Regions from separate parts of the Mus musculus genome. Here region 1 is linked to region 2. A link is a contact called in public HiChIP or PLAC-seq data. All regions are on one chromosome and are shown on one strand. Each heading gives the region's core, a stretch centred on a gene start, on an enhancer-like site or on the middle of the called end of the contact. The rest is flanking DNA. Distances are from core to core; before and after follow the strand shown. Region 1 overlaps Cd82 (CD82 antigen). Region 2 has its middle 14 kb from the start of Gm32627.

Region 1 (6,951 bases), core at 1,065-3,564, 300 kb before region 2:
CTTTGGCAGGAATCCACTTGGTTGTCACAGGTGGCCCAGGAGGTCATGGAAAGCCCCCTGTACAAGGACACCAATGTGTCCAAGGTGGTGAAAGTGGCTGGCCAGAGTTGTCCTCCCTAGTGAGGGGCAGGCAGGGTAGCCCTCTGCCCCTGGGGGAGGGGGTGACCCTTGTGGCACTTGTAATTGAAAATGGGACCAATAGAGAGAGGGCTAGAGCTTGAGATGGAACTCGGATTGCTGTGTGGCCTTAGACTGACCCCTTCCCTCTCTGAACCTGCCTTACCCTCGGTAAACGAGGACTCTGGGACCCACCAGTGCATTGCTAGGTGAGCAGCTGATCCACTTGAGGCATTTTTTGTCATTAAAGCTCTTGAGTGTGTGTCAAATGCTACTAGTGTGCCACAGATGAGCCCAGGGCGGAATCTGATGATGCAGATGTTCTCTCAGGGTGGAAAGTCAGACTTGCTGCAGCTTAAGGCCAAAGGATGTCTTCTGCTGCTGCTGTTTCCGAGACAAGTCTCCTTTAGCAGCTGGGAGACTGGAGCCCTCACACTGGGATCAAATGTCCGTAGCATGGCATCTCATGGTCACAGGATGGCTGCCACAGCACCAGGCACACCATTTGCACTGCTGTGGCCAGAAGCGGGGGCAATGCCAGCCAGGGCCATCACTTGTCGCAGATAGCTTTCCCCTGGATCAGGAGGGTGCTTGAGAGAGTTTAGCATGGAGCCTTCAGACTTGTTATTGGGAATTATGACTGCCCACAGCTCAGGTCTGAGGACCTCCGGTGTGTACCGGCACCGTCTAGAAGCTTCATGCAGACTAGCCTTGTAGGGTGAGTCCCCTGTGGACAGGGGAAAGCAAATGCTAGTTATTGAGACAGGCTCATTATGTAGCCCTGGCTGGCCGAGAACTCAGAGATCCACCTGCCTCTGCTTCCTGAGTGCTGGGATTAGAGGCGTGTGCCAGCATGTCTGAAGAAGTAGATGCTGAGGAAGAGCATCGGTCACTGTCACCTGGACCCCAGCGTCTCTGTTGTTGGGTCCACACAGGCCACAGACCAAGCTCCGTGCTCACCCTGTCACCAGCTGGGTCATGTGAGAGGCAGGATCATACCCAGGCCTTCATCTTGCTGGTGGAGGAATCAGGGAGCCCCAGGCTCCCCTGCTGCCCTCAGAGACCCCACTGGGAACCAGCTGAGCCTTGGGGCCTCTCTCCCATCCTGCTGTGCAGCATGGGGCAAGGACTTGCCGTGTAGCCATAGGTCCCTCTTGGAAGCTGAGAACTTTGGTCCAACATTAGCTAGCCCTCGGAAGAACTGAGGAGCCTAGAGCTGTGCTAGTCACACACCGAGTCTGGCCATTTCTTGAAACCATGCCGGAGATGGGAGAGGGGAGGAGTCTCATTTTCTGATGTGGGCGCTGAAGCACAGAGAGGTTGAACAGCTTACTCGTGTTCACACAGCCAATGAGCAGCAGAGGCAGAATGGGAACCCAGGCATCCTGGCTTAGTGGTCATGCTGATAAGACGTTCGTTCGCTGTAGTGGTTCCTTGCCTGAGGCTTTGGTTTGTAATGCACACCCAGCCTGTTCTCCAGGTGAGCTGGGCTGGCTCCCAGCACGAGAGCATAGGGCAGCTGCAATCCAAATGAGAAGAGAGCCTGTGCCAGGAGCAGGGTGGCCATGACAGCTGAACCCTGACAGCTGAGGGCTGACCTGAGCCTGAGCCTCCAGGTGGCCAAGGCGAGAGAGGAAATGGTAGATGAAAGGAAACTCGCCTGGATGTCGGCAGGAAGCCTGTGGTTAGGGGAGGGAAACTCCTTACCTAGCCCCGTATAGGGTCAGGTACTCATTTCTCCCTGGTGACTTTTCTGGGGACTGAGTCAGGGTACCTGGCAATGTCATTAGGTAGGAAGCTGGTGGCCTTCGCAGGGGGTCTGAGTCACCCCGCCCCCACCCCTAGTGGAGCCGCCATCCCTTGGTGAGGGCAGCGGCACCCTCTGAATTGACTTCAACCCCATATCAGGGGCCAAGCTTGAACATAACCTGTTTGAGATTTACATTTTTCCACTCAAGAAACAAACTCACAAGAGCCAAGTGACTTTGGCCACAGTCACACACTCAGAGCAGCCTCAGAGCGACTTCCCCACGGACGTTCTGCTTGCTGCTGCTCATCTGTGGTAGAAGCTCAGGAGTCCAGCCTCTGGGTGCCTCAGGACTGGCTGGAGAGTCGGCCTCTTTGCAATGCTGTGTGCCCCACGGGGCTTCCTCTGCCACCCTACTACCTCAGGCTCCACACCCCACTCCTTCCTGCACAGAATGGGGAATCCCCTGTGGTGGGTGAGATTCTGCACCTTCACCCCTGAATTGGAAGGAGCATACCCCCCCCAGCCACTTTGTAAATCACAGCAGGAGACTAAACACCCCTTGCTGGTGTTTATTCCTGTGCAGCTTGGAGTGGGGCAGGGGCGGGCAGGATTTCTCAGGGCAGAGGAAGAGGCCTTCTAAAAGATGGCTGGCGGATCGTCAAAGGCCCACTCAGCATTGGTTCTGAGGCCCGGGGCAGGCAGCCTCTTTCTGCCTCAGCTTCCTCTTCTGGAGTGATGCTTCAGACCTCTCTCCCTTGTGGGTTTCTGTGGCAGAAATGTCCTCTGAGACAGCAGCTGCAGCCATTCAGTGACAGTGTAGGCTACAAGCAAGACATCAGGCCCCCTGTGCCCCACAGACAGTGTCCCTGGGGAAGTCAGTGCGTATAATCACACCCCAGACCCTTCTGGGCTGTGATGTCACCAACCTTTTCTGGTTGTTCTGAGACTAGGTTTCATGTACTCCAGGCTGGCCTTGGAGTTATGATGTCACCAAGGATGATCTGGAACTTAGGATACTCCATACCGCCCCTCCCAAGTGCTAGGAGTACAGCTATTACCACCCCTCATTTCCCAACCCCCACCCCAAGTTTTATTCAGTTGGAATAAGGGGTTTTTGGGTGTCAGGAAAGCACTGATTCACCAAGCCACATCCACAGCCTTCCCAGTCCCTTTGTAAGATCTGAATGCTTCTAGGGGTCAGAACCCCCAAAGGCCTCCTCCCACTGCCGGGTGGAGAGTGGTAGGGTAGAGGCTGCGAGGCCCAGGGCCCTTGGCTGGTCAGCAGGCATCGTGGCATCACTGCTGTGGAGACTTTGCTGGACCTGGGCGAACAGGTAAGCATGGTGGGTAGCTGCACCCACCGTGGCCAGTGTTAAGATAGGCCAGGCTGAGTGAGCAGGACTCAGGGTGAAGTCACAGGGGCTTCATCTATGGGCTGCTGGCTGCAGTCACCCAGCCAGTGTGGGAGCAGAGACCAGGTCTGACATTCTGGGGTCCTGCTCCTTGGTAAGCTCTTGTGTTGGCTGCTGTGTGGCCTGGGTGAAGTTATGCACACCCTCTGAGCTGTGTAGATGTCTAGGAAGGATTCTGCTGATACTTCCTAAGGCAGCAGAGAGCGAGGGGCCAGGAAAGAAATGAGGTCTCCTGCTTCCCTGTTGACAGGCTGGTTTGGCTGCCAAATGACAGCCAAGTGATAGCTTCCCATTAACAGATACAGAAGTATTAAGAACCTGGATTGGGTTGGAGTGCAGGGCCTGGAGCTACAACCTGAAGCAGAAGGGCTTCGTGTGGGGGTAGGGTGAGGGCACATTGCTCCAAAGATGGTGTTAAGGGAGCCGGACCCCTCCCAACTCCAGAAAGCCTGAAGTCACGAGTGTGCTCAGTCGTATGTGGCAGAGGTGGTAGGCCAGGTTCCCAGAGACAAAACCTTCCCTGTGAATGGTCTGCTCTTCTGGGAGGGAATGTCTCAGTCCTAGGACAGATGGCCCTTTCTTCCCAGCTGTGAACGGAGAAAGCAGCTGGCTGTTGGTTGCCCAGGGTCATAGAAATGTGGGTGGAGACTCACCAGGGAGCCAAGAGTCCTAGAGCCCCTGTGCTCTGCATAGGGATACAAACTTACTGTCAGCCTGTGGTGGCTGGGTGCATGACACACTCCTGCAGACTGTGGAGCAGTGGGCTTCTAGAATCACTTGGGGTGGAGATGAGAGGTGAAATGCCCTGCCCATGGCCCCAAGCAGAGGGCCTCATTTCTAGAAAGCTCTGAGAGGATCAGAGGCAGCATCGTGAATGGGAGCAGGGCTTGGCTGTTCTGACACTGTTCTGACTGTGCATGTCCTGCAGAACCTACAGAAGGACCTCGGGAAGGCGGGCAGAGGGCATCAGCAATCTTTGGCCCAGGAAAGGACTCAATTGCTCCTGCATAGTTCAAGCTTGGACTTCAGGGGACCAATGCCAGTGAGACAGTTGAGAGACTCCACTCTGTGGCATGCTTTTGTGGGGTTCTACACTCCCCATGACAGGAAGCATCTAAGCAGAGGACAGGAAAGTGTGGGAAAGTCTTAAGTTGGGTGCAGTGTTGCCCTTGAAGGTCCTGGGCCACTCACACTCTGAAACAGCACTCAGCCATGGAAAATAACAGTGTAGGCTTTTGGGGAAGACAGTCTCTGGTGAGGTGGGGACAGAGCAGGAGGAGGCCTCCAGGACCCTGGCAACTGCACAGATCTGGATTCTGGAATCTGCTGCTGACTGGCTGGCTGTGTGACCAGGAGGCTTGCTCTCCTAAGATGTGGGGAACCTGTGGAGTCATATGGGCTCTGACTCTTAGATGGCTTGTGGTTGGTCTGATGCCCTGGGAAGATATGAGCCAGGGACATTGCCCTTTGAGGTCTCTAAGGAAGGATAATTTGGCAAGTTCGGGAGGGTAGAGGGGTTGACACCATCCCAGGGACCGACCAAGGGGACAAAGAGACTCCTAATCAGTCATGAATCTCAGTCTCTAAAGCTCTGACCGAATTCAGCTCCACTCCTCTGTTGGTTTTCCCCCTAAGGTGGCTTGTCTCTTAGGGAGCTTGTCAACCCACTGCACTAACACAGAGGCCCCCATACATGGCTGTACAGTACCAGGTAGCAGTCTGGGGCTCTGACTCTAGCTGTGTTAGCCACATCCTGGATTACAGGATGCTGAGTGATTTCCATGGAAATCACCCACCCTGGTGGAAATCACCCAGGGCCTCTATCACCTGTTGGCATCTGTAGCAGGGTTGTGGAGGAGGTAGGGAAGTCCGGCTGCCATGACAACCACACTGGGAAAATACAGAACCCTGTGGCTACAAAAGGGGGACCTACTAACAGGGGCGGATGTGGAAGTAATGGGGAGATGTGTCTAGGCCTGGGGATTACCTGCTTACTAGAGACTAGAAGCTAGGCCCAGATGGTCAGGACAGCCAGACTCAAGACCTGCAGGCAGACAGCCCATTTGTGGGGTGCGCAAACCACAGGAGCGTCTCTGGCATGTGGTTGAACGCAGCCGGAGCGTTGCAGATGGATGTCGGTCTGGGTTCTTTGAGCAGACAAGCTCAAGTCCAAACTTCAGTTCTTGCACATGGTTGTGTGGCTTGCCTAAGTTCACAAGTTTCTCTAGGCCTGTGGTGGGGGAACAGGGCCAGTCCCTGGGCCACAGGTCAGGTGGAAGGGTCAGTTGAAAGATCTCGGTAGGGGCTTTCTGTGAAAGTCAGCCACTGCTGAGCTGTAGATTGGAAAGATCTGGAAGCTGTAGAATTCTACGATTTCTTTTCTTTGCTTTATCTTTTCTTGGTTTTTGTTGGCTTGGGTGTTTTGGGTTTGTTTTTCAGTCAGGGTCTCGTGATGCCTAGATAGTCAAAGATGACATTGAACTTTTCACCCTCCTCCACCTGCTGAGTTGAGAGGTACTGGATTGCAGGTGTGTGCCACCATGCCTAGTGTATGCAGTGCTAGAGACTGACCCCAAGTTGACCTGGGGAAGTTCTGTACCAACTGAGCCACACCCTAGCCTATGAGGATTCTTTTTTTTAAAATATTTTTTATTACATATTTTCCTCAATTACATTTCCAATGCTATCCCAAAAGTCCCCCATACCCTCCCCCCACTTCCCTACCCACCCATTCCCATTTTTTTGGCCCTGGCGTTCCCCTGTACTGGGGCATATAAAGTTTGTGTGTCCACTGGGCCTCTCTTTCCAGTGATGGCCGACTAGGCCATCTTTTGATACATATGAAGCTGGAGTCCAGAGCTCCAGGGTACTGGTTAGTTCATAATGTTGTTCCACCTATAGGGTTGCAGATCCCTTTAGCTCCTTGGGTACTTTCTCTAGCTCCTCCATTGGGAGCCCTGTGATCCATCCATTAGCTGACTGTGAGCATCCACTTCTGTGTTTGCCAGGCACTGGCATAGTCTCACAAGAGTCAGCTATATCTGGGTCCTTTCAGCAAAATCGTGCTAGTGTATGCAATGGTGTCAGCGTTTGGAAGCTGATTATGGGGTGGATCCCTGGATATGGCAGTCTCTAGATGGTCCATCCTTTCGTCACAGCTCCAAACTTTTTCTCTGTAACTACTTTCATGGGTGTTTTGTTCCCAATTCTAAGAAGGGGCATAGTGCATGAGGATTCTTGAACGATGCTAGGAGCTTTACCCAGGCCTGAGAGGTCTGGGCTGTTTCCCCAGGCCGAGCAGGCCAGTAGTTAGGAGCCCAGATTGTTGGCCCAGCTGGAGGAGGTAGGCATCCTGGGTGCCACTCAAGGCTCCCTTGGGAGGCTGGGGAAGAGCATCCTGAACCTGGAGAACATGGTTATGTCGGGAAGAGAGGCAAGTATGTGGCCTTCCTGTACACAGTGATCTTTCTGATTCTCTCATGGGTAAGCAGGAGATGGCAGCCTGCTTGTCTGGGCTGTGTGTTAGAGGGAGGTCAGCAGGAACTAAGTGCCTTGGAGGCCACATTCCCACCTTTGTGGGTTTCACCTCGTTCTGGAGCTAGCTGCAGATCTTTCCCCTCCTCACAGCTGGCTGTTGGTGAGAAGCTAGGAGGCCATGGCCTCTTTTCTCTG
Region 2 (7,814 bases), core at 184-2,683:
GTTCCTCACACAATGAGGTCATCTGCCTACAAGTTCAGGCAGGTCTCAAGAGGATGTCTCTTATGATGGTGAACTGGAGAAAGGCTGGTATGAATTAAAATACCAAGACCAGTTTGAGCCAACTGGGGAAGTTTGAGGTTAGAAAATGAACGGTCCGAGAGCAGAGAAGTACCGCAAACAAAAATAAAATAAACAGTGGTCACCACAGCAAAGGCTAATCATCTCACCCAAATCTCAAAAGAGAGGACAGAGGAAGGGAGGTCAGAGGGAAGAAAAGGAGAGGTCCCCTACTGAGAACTGCAACTCAGGCAGGCGCAGTCTGAAATGGAAATGTGTCATACGTGACAGCGAACACGGGGTAAGAGTAGACACTGAGAAGGTAAAGACAGAAGGAAGAGCCAGGCGCGGGTTGGAGACTGGAGTGCCTTGAGTCAGCACTGGGGGACATGGTAAAAACTGAAAATGAAAAATGGGATTGCAGGAGCTGGAGAAAACCAGAATAAAGCTTGAATCTCAATTTTTCCTAGGGCAGATCTGATTCCAACAAGGTCACTGTCAGCATCTGTGCGGGGCATCTGGGTGAAGGTATCTGTGTGGAGATTCTCAGGGTTGTTGTTGCAACTGTTAAACCATTGAAACCAAGTCTTAAACCATTTCACATTCAAAAGATACATAAAAGGCTGCCGAGTTGCCCACTGGTAGAGAGAGCACTTGCATAGCAGGCAGGGAGCACTTGGTTTGAGCTTCAGTAGTGCCCAAATGTATCAGTGACTATCAGGGGCCAGGGAATGGGTCAGCACTCAGATCGAATCCCAGCACCCACGTTAAAAGCTGGGTGTGGCTGTGGGCCCCACAACTCCAGTGTTATGGGATGGAGACAGGAGGATGGCTTGGATTTACTGGTTGTCTGCCTTGTTCCAGGTTCAGTCTTAAGGGAATAATAGATATTATTATATTAGTGGAACACAGTAAAGTAAGCCACCCCATTCTCCTCTGGATCCACATATGTACGGATGGGAGCTGACACTGTGTACACATACACACAACGTAAATAACACAACAAACAAATCACAGTAAGAGAATACACTGTCCCTGAAGCCACACCTTGCACAGGGAAGCATTATAATGGTCACCTGTCCCCAGGCCCTGAGCATAGAAACCTCCTAGTTTTCTATGAGCTGAGCCTCCTGGGACAGCTAAGACAGTCATCAGTTGATCTTCAGTAAGAATCGGAGTCAAGGAGCACACAGTAGGCTTGCCCAGACAGCCCTGCCCTGTGAACCTCTGCAAAGGCCCAGACTTCTGCCCCTGGGAGAGGTCCATCTCCAGGGCAGAGGGAGCAGGTGTCCAGGCAGAGCTGTGCTTCTCTCTACCCTCTGCGTAGCGGTGGAAGAGAAAACGAAAACAAAAATTAAACCATAAACACACCACAGCTGTTAGCTTCTTAAAAGGAAATAAACACCTGCCAATCACTGTCGGCAAAGGAAGCCAGCCTTCATCATGTCCTGGCAGAGCGACATCTGGGCAGAGCCCAACCCACTCTGTTGGCAGCCACCCCAGAGGGTTTCGGGACTCATCAGGAGGAAAAGCAGGAGGCACACCAGGGTCATAAAGCTGAGCCTGCCAGATCTTCAGTTGGAGTGTAGCTGGTGAATAAATAGGGAACGGAAGAAAGAAAAAAGGAGAAAATGGTGGATTCGGGATCATATTAATCTGAACTTAAATTCTAGTGACCCCTGACTGAATTCAAATTGTGTGGCTTGGAGCAGGAAATAGCCTCATATGTTCCAGGCCTCATTGTCTTCCTCTCAGCACAGATGTTTCATCTGTGGGTTGAAAGTCAAACCTCAGCTGAGTGTAGTGTCCCATGCCCTTAATCCTAGCAGTCAGGAGGCAGAAACAGGCAGATACCCAACTTCAAGCCCAGCCTGATTTATAGAATGACTTCCAGGTCAACTAGAGAGACACAGAGAAACCCTTTCTTGAAATAAAGAAAAACAAAAGCAAAGAGAGAGGAAGGAAGGAAGGAATGGAGGGAGGGAGGGAGAGAGGGGGGGGGGGAGGGAGGGAGAGAGAGGTGAAAACCTCCATACAAAATGGTCCCTTGCCATTTTGTATAAAAAGAATGATAACCCAGAGAGGTTAAGTAATTTATCTCAGATGTCACAGCTGATAGGGACCAGCCAGGATGGAAATGCCTTGGTGTGGGTTTGAACTTCGACTAAAGAGCCATTGGCCAATGTTATACGGCTCTATAGCTCATGAGGAGATAGATGGGAAACAGTCCACACGGCCCTACCCAAATGGGCAAGAGAGGAGGAAGGAGATGGTGGTGTATTCCTGACATTGAGGAAACCTCGTGGAAGCAGGTGTGGAGCCTGCAGCTGCAGGAAGCCACCCAGCCACGGAGTCATCACTGAGACACGGATGCCTTTCTTCACTGTGTGACGCCGAACTTCTCTCATAGCTAAAACTTCCAGGAAGGGCTTTAGAAGGGACGGTTGAGCTTGGATGTCTGTGAAAAACATTCTGAATTATGTAAGTCCCAGCATTGAGTGGAATAGGAGAGAACAGAGCCTCCTAGCTGGGGATCCCAGGTCTAGCTTCCTGACACACTGAAGGTTGACCAGCAGGCTAGGGAGACAATGCAACCCATAGAGCACTTGCCTAATGTGGGGAGCCCTGGGTGGCATCCCCAGCATAGCATAAACTGGTGCAAACCTTTAATTCCAACACTTGAGAGGCAACTTGAGACATCCAAGATTTCAAGGCTATCTTGCACCACCTTGAAAGTCTGAGTTCCAATGGGTTTTCTTGGAAGCATATTCTGTATCTTTCAACCAGATGTTTGATACGCTCCAGGAGAAAGGCGGCTTTTGTGAGTGGCTCATACTGTGGTCCTTCAGTGAACACTCTCCCACCCACCTCCAATATCTTATATGCCAGAGCTACAGTATCCTATAAGATGGAGTCCTGCTGTGGGAATGGATCAACCCTACTTCTCTGGAGAGGCATGGCCATGTTCAATTTCAACGGGGAGTGGACAACAGGTATAAAATCCAGAATTCTCCCCAACACATTTCTCTCCCTCTCCCTCTCCCCTCTCCCCTCTCCCTCTCCCTCTCCCTCTCCCTCTCCCTCTCCCTCTCCCTCTCCCTCTCCCTCTCCCTCTCCCTCTCCCTCTCCCTCTCCCTCTCCCTCTCCCTCAGACTGGTGTTGAATTCAGAGATTCACCTGCCCCTGTCTCCTGAGTGCTAGGACTAAAGGCATGGCTACCACCGCCTGGCTCCAATTTTGTAAGCCTAAGAAATCAGTGAAGGTATGTGAGACCATAGAGGAAGAAGATTCCGAGTGGGCAGATGTCCTTAACACCAGGGAAGGATGGTGACCATGCCAAGAAGGAATGCACGGAGTTGCTTGGCTCTGAGGCTGGGGCTTGCTGTCTGCAATGTCCCTGGAGGCATGCAGGGGGGCACTGCATTGCTTTTTTTTGTTGTTGTTGCTGGAATAAACACTATAGAACTTGTAGAAGAAAGAGTTTGTTTTGGCTTACAGTCTCAGAGGGTTAAAATCCATAATGGCAGGGCAGAGGCAGCAGGCAGTAGCTCACAACTTGAACCACAGCATGAAGCAGATAGATAGATAGATAGATAGATAGATAGATAGATAGATAGATAGACAGAGTGAGTGAGTATATTGGGCATGGGAGAGGCTTTGAACCCTCTTAAGTCCACTCCTAATGATGCACTTCCTCCAGCAATGCTGAACCTCCTAGACCTTCACAAACTGGGAATCCATTTTTCAAATGCCAGAGCCCAAGGGGAACATTCTCATACAAACCACTTCAAGGACTCAGTGGGCTCAGACCATGGTCCAGGCAGAGCCAATGGGCCCAAACTAAAAGGAAAAATGAAAGACAAATGATTGCATGCGGCAAGGATGGTTCCCAGAGTGGAGGGGACAAGGGGCTTCTATAGAAGACTCCTCATACTCCTTGTGGTATTGCATAGAGGCCAGCAGACAGCTGTATGTGATGCTTGGCATGAAATCATGCTTCTTCATACATGCCATGCTCGAAGACTGGGCAGAGAACTGAGCATTATAATGAGACAACACGGGGCTGGAGAGATGGTGCAACAGTTAAGAGCACTGGCTTCTCTTCCAGATGACCTAGGGTTCGAATCTCAGCACCCACATGGCAGCTCACAACTGTCTATAACTCCAGTTCCAGGGCTTCAGACATCCTCACACAGACATACATGGCAGCAATGCACATTAAATAAAAACTACTGGAAGAGAGACAGAGACAGAGATAGGTTACACTAGGTCACCTAGAAATGGGGAACTCTAGCTTAGACTGGTTTAATCCGGTTCCCTGTAGTATTGTCTCCAGTGTCTTATTTGAAGCTAAAAAGGCTTCAAATAACAGGAGGCCACAGACACAGGACCTCCTCTTTCACTGATTTTGCACTCACTCACGTGCTTGTCCCTTCAGGGACCTTCCTCGTAGCCATCTGCTCAAGTGCAAACAAACAGGTAGATGGCACAGCATCAAGGAAGCAACGACTCTTGAGTCCCATGGGCTGGGGAACACAGGGCTGGAGGATTGGTCTCTGATCCAGGACTTAGAGGTCTGGAATCTTTTCTCTGCTGTGGTCTCCAGGGCAGTGTTGTTCTCAGGGTAAGACTGGAGGAAGGAGGAGGAAGAGGCAGAGGGGGAGGGGGAGGGGGAGAGTTATCCATGAGAAGATCAGGGCTCTGGTTGCCCTCGGCATATGCTTTACCCTGAGTCTGAGGCAGCACTCTGGTCTAGGACTCCTTCAGCCTGACTCTTACCTGGTCCCTGCAGGAGTCCTCCAGGGAACCCAGAGCCACTCAGTTTCTCAAGTTTCCCTGTCTGTAAAGTGATGACACACAGGTCCTTCTCAGGGGACAAGCCAAGAGGTATCTGCCGCCAGCCCTGCATACCTCCTCTGTGGAGGAGAAGGATGTAGAGGAAAGGGTCTGTCTCCAGGGTACCTTACAGGGTTGTGGACTCTAATGCCAAGACTCAGGGAGGCTGTGGGTCTATCTGAGGCGTGACTACATGTACCGGTTGTGGCTGCGGACACTAGAGCACTGTGGATTAAGTGTGACCTCCCTGCAGTCTCCTACCCAGAGGGAAATCTCTTCAGGGACCTCTTGATCTGGGTGTGAACTTGTAACTTGGCCAAGGGGCTATGATAGACGTGATATCGAACGATTGTTTTCTCTATGACTGTTGGATCCAGATTCAAGTTGTCACGTGGAGAAACTGGAGCAAACACTCTGGAAAGGATACCTAGAGGTAAACTGAGGCCCAAGTCAGCTGCCAGACTTATCAGTGGGGCAGCCTGGGAGCAGACAGCAACAGACCTCCCAACAAGGGTCCTTTCTCTTTGTGTCTACCATGACCGTGGAAGCAGAATGGGTCATGCTAGCCAAACCCTGCCAAGGTGCCAAGCCAGGAAGCGGGTAGTCAAAACTTACCATTAAAAACAACCTCCACCCCAAAAATTTTTTTAAATTTATTTTTGTGTTATGTGTATGTGTGTTCTGCTTGCTTGTATATCTGTGCACCGTGAGCATGCAGTCCCTACAGAGGCGAGAAGAAAGCTTCAGAGCCCCTAAAATTGGAGTCTTAGACTGTTGTGAACTGCTATGTGGGAGTTGGGAACTGAACTCGGGTCCTCTGCTGATCCATCTGTCCAGTCCTGACACTTGGCTATTTTACGCCACTAAACCTCAGTACTTTGTTTCAGAACGGTAGATGATGGATAACTGTCACTTGCCTGTCATCGACTGAGTCAGACTTTTCTTATTCTAATTGCCTCTGGTCCTGGGGGGAAATGGTAAGACCATGGAAGTATGCTAAACAAACCTGAGACAATCTAGACTCTCGTACTGGCCACTGTGTCATCTCAGAGAGGTCTCTCAGTGGCTCTAAACACCACCTTCCCTCATCAGTAAGAGAGCTAATAAGAGCACGTGCATTTGGTGTGAGGGTTATCGTGAATTTGAAATAAAACTCAGTTCCTGGTACATTGCTTCATGCTTGGTGGATGCATTAAGCCATTGTGATTTGTGGTGCGCATACTCCATGCAGACCCTGATCACATTATGAGGAGACTGAACAAAACATACAGAGATTACCTGCACAGGGCTTATATTCCAGGGAAGACAGGGCAATATAGGAAAACAAGATGAGAGCCAATAGAGCATGTGACAAAGACATGGGGTAAGAGGGGGTACTAGGCAGGGTTCTCTAGAGTCACAGACTTACGAGGCTGGAGCAAGCAGGATCTTCCGTGTCCTTATATAAGATTTCAACAGAGGATGTGGCCCAGGTTAGAGGTGGGTCTTCTCAACTCAAAAATCCAGTTTAGTAGTGGAGCTTCCAACTTCAAGTTAAGCAAAAAAATCCCTCACAGGTGTGCCTCTCAATCATGGAGTTTTAATTAATTCAGATGTCAAGTTGACAACCAAGAATAACCATCACAGAGGGTTAGCAGATCAGGGGACATCTAAGGTAGCAGATGGCTAGAAAGAGCCACCACCCTTAGGAAAAGCAGACTTCTGAGAAGGGAGACCAGTGTACGCTCAGGTCCTGGAGCTCCACTCCAGGACTCAAAGGGATCTAGTGCTACCCCTGCATGGTGGAGAGAGGTGAGTGGGAGGGGCCCGTCCTGACAGCAGGGTTATTACAACAAGGGTAACTGATACAAGCCCAGGTTAGGGACTGACCCAGAGCAATGGCCAGCGTGTGAGGGCCTCAGAGTAACTGGAAACCCTTACCACTGCAGTTCATCATTTGAGCAGTCTGTGTTCTTATACCTCCTAGGCCCACTTGGGAGCACGCCCCTCAGCCCTCTGTGGTGGGGCCTCTGTTCCTCTTACCTAGCGCCCTAGCTGTTTGGGAAGACATCCAGACAGTGACCTGTAGCTTTTCCCCAGTGCTCCTTCCACACAAGGAGCTCAGCAGGCCAGATGGCCTGGAGCCAGGCCTCGCTGTGTGTTGATCCACGTCAGCTCAAGCCACAGGATGCAGCTGGCCACCTTAGGCCCTGCAGCAGGAAGGGTCAGCTGGCTGACTGCCATGGACAAAGAAGCTGTTCCAAAATATGCTCCTCTTAAGACTAAGCCAACAGGATGGAAAGACGTCTGTCCAGTGGGCAAGGGCTGTGTGGCCCAGAACCAAGACTGACAGCTCACTAACAGCCAATGATCCAGGTATAGAAGGTAGAATCTGCTTGGAGAGTCTGCAGCTGGTTACACATGAGCACATAGGTGCACACATGTACAAACACAAACCTGAACATCACATGCATAGCCCAGTATGCACGCAAGTGCATACACACACATACACACACACACACACACACACACACAGAGAGAGAGAGAGAGAGAGAGAGAGAGAGAGAGAGAGAGAGATGCACGGACCAGTCAGCCAGCAGAGGGGATATGCTCTCCCCTGAGGCCGAGTCACTACGCAGAAAGACACAGACACATCCCTGAGTCCCTGACGTTTCTGCTTTTGCCTCCCAGATAATTGTGCCAGAAAATAGAAACACCTGCGCCCACCCAGCCCACACCACAGCAGAACAATAATTAAGCCCTAGCAGGAGGTACCATTTTCCTGGTAGCCTGCTGCCTCTCCCTGCCAGCCAGCCAACCTCCCCACGGTCTTTGTGATGGTCCCAGGAGCACAGTTGGCCCATCTTGGTCAACTTCCTCTTATACTGGTCGCTGTAATGGTTCCCACTTCACTGTCCCCAGGATCCTTAATTAGTCAGTGA

What was found. HiChIP or PLAC-seq counts read pairs in DNA pulled down with a chosen protein or histone mark.
Region 1: an H3K27ac HiChIP or PLAC-seq map of large pre-B cells shows a contact between it and region 2, with 2.3 times the contacts expected there. The contact joins two enhancer-like sites. A contact is called at or near these places in 1 of 115 datasets of contacts at active chromatin or transcription factors (large pre-B cells) and 1 of 9 other capture datasets (liver).

Annotation. Positions count from the first base shown.
Region 1 is chr2:93,422,949-93,429,899 of GRCm38.p6, reverse strand. The region is part of intron 6 of Cd82 (CD82 antigen); the gene reads left to right. Among named protein-coding and RNA genes, the nearest start is that of Mir7001, 4.4 kb to the right of the region's middle. Within about 2 kb of position 2,314, at least 71 of the 459 cell types and tissues checked have an H3K27ac peak or open chromatin away from gene starts, as enhancers often do.
Region 2 is chr2:93,126,015-93,133,828 of GRCm38.p6, reverse strand. No RefSeq gene overlaps it. Among named protein-coding and RNA genes, the nearest start is that of Gm32627, 14 kb to the left of the region's middle. Within about 2 kb of position 1,433, at least 107 of the 459 cell types and tissues checked have an H3K27ac peak or open chromatin away from gene starts, as enhancers often do.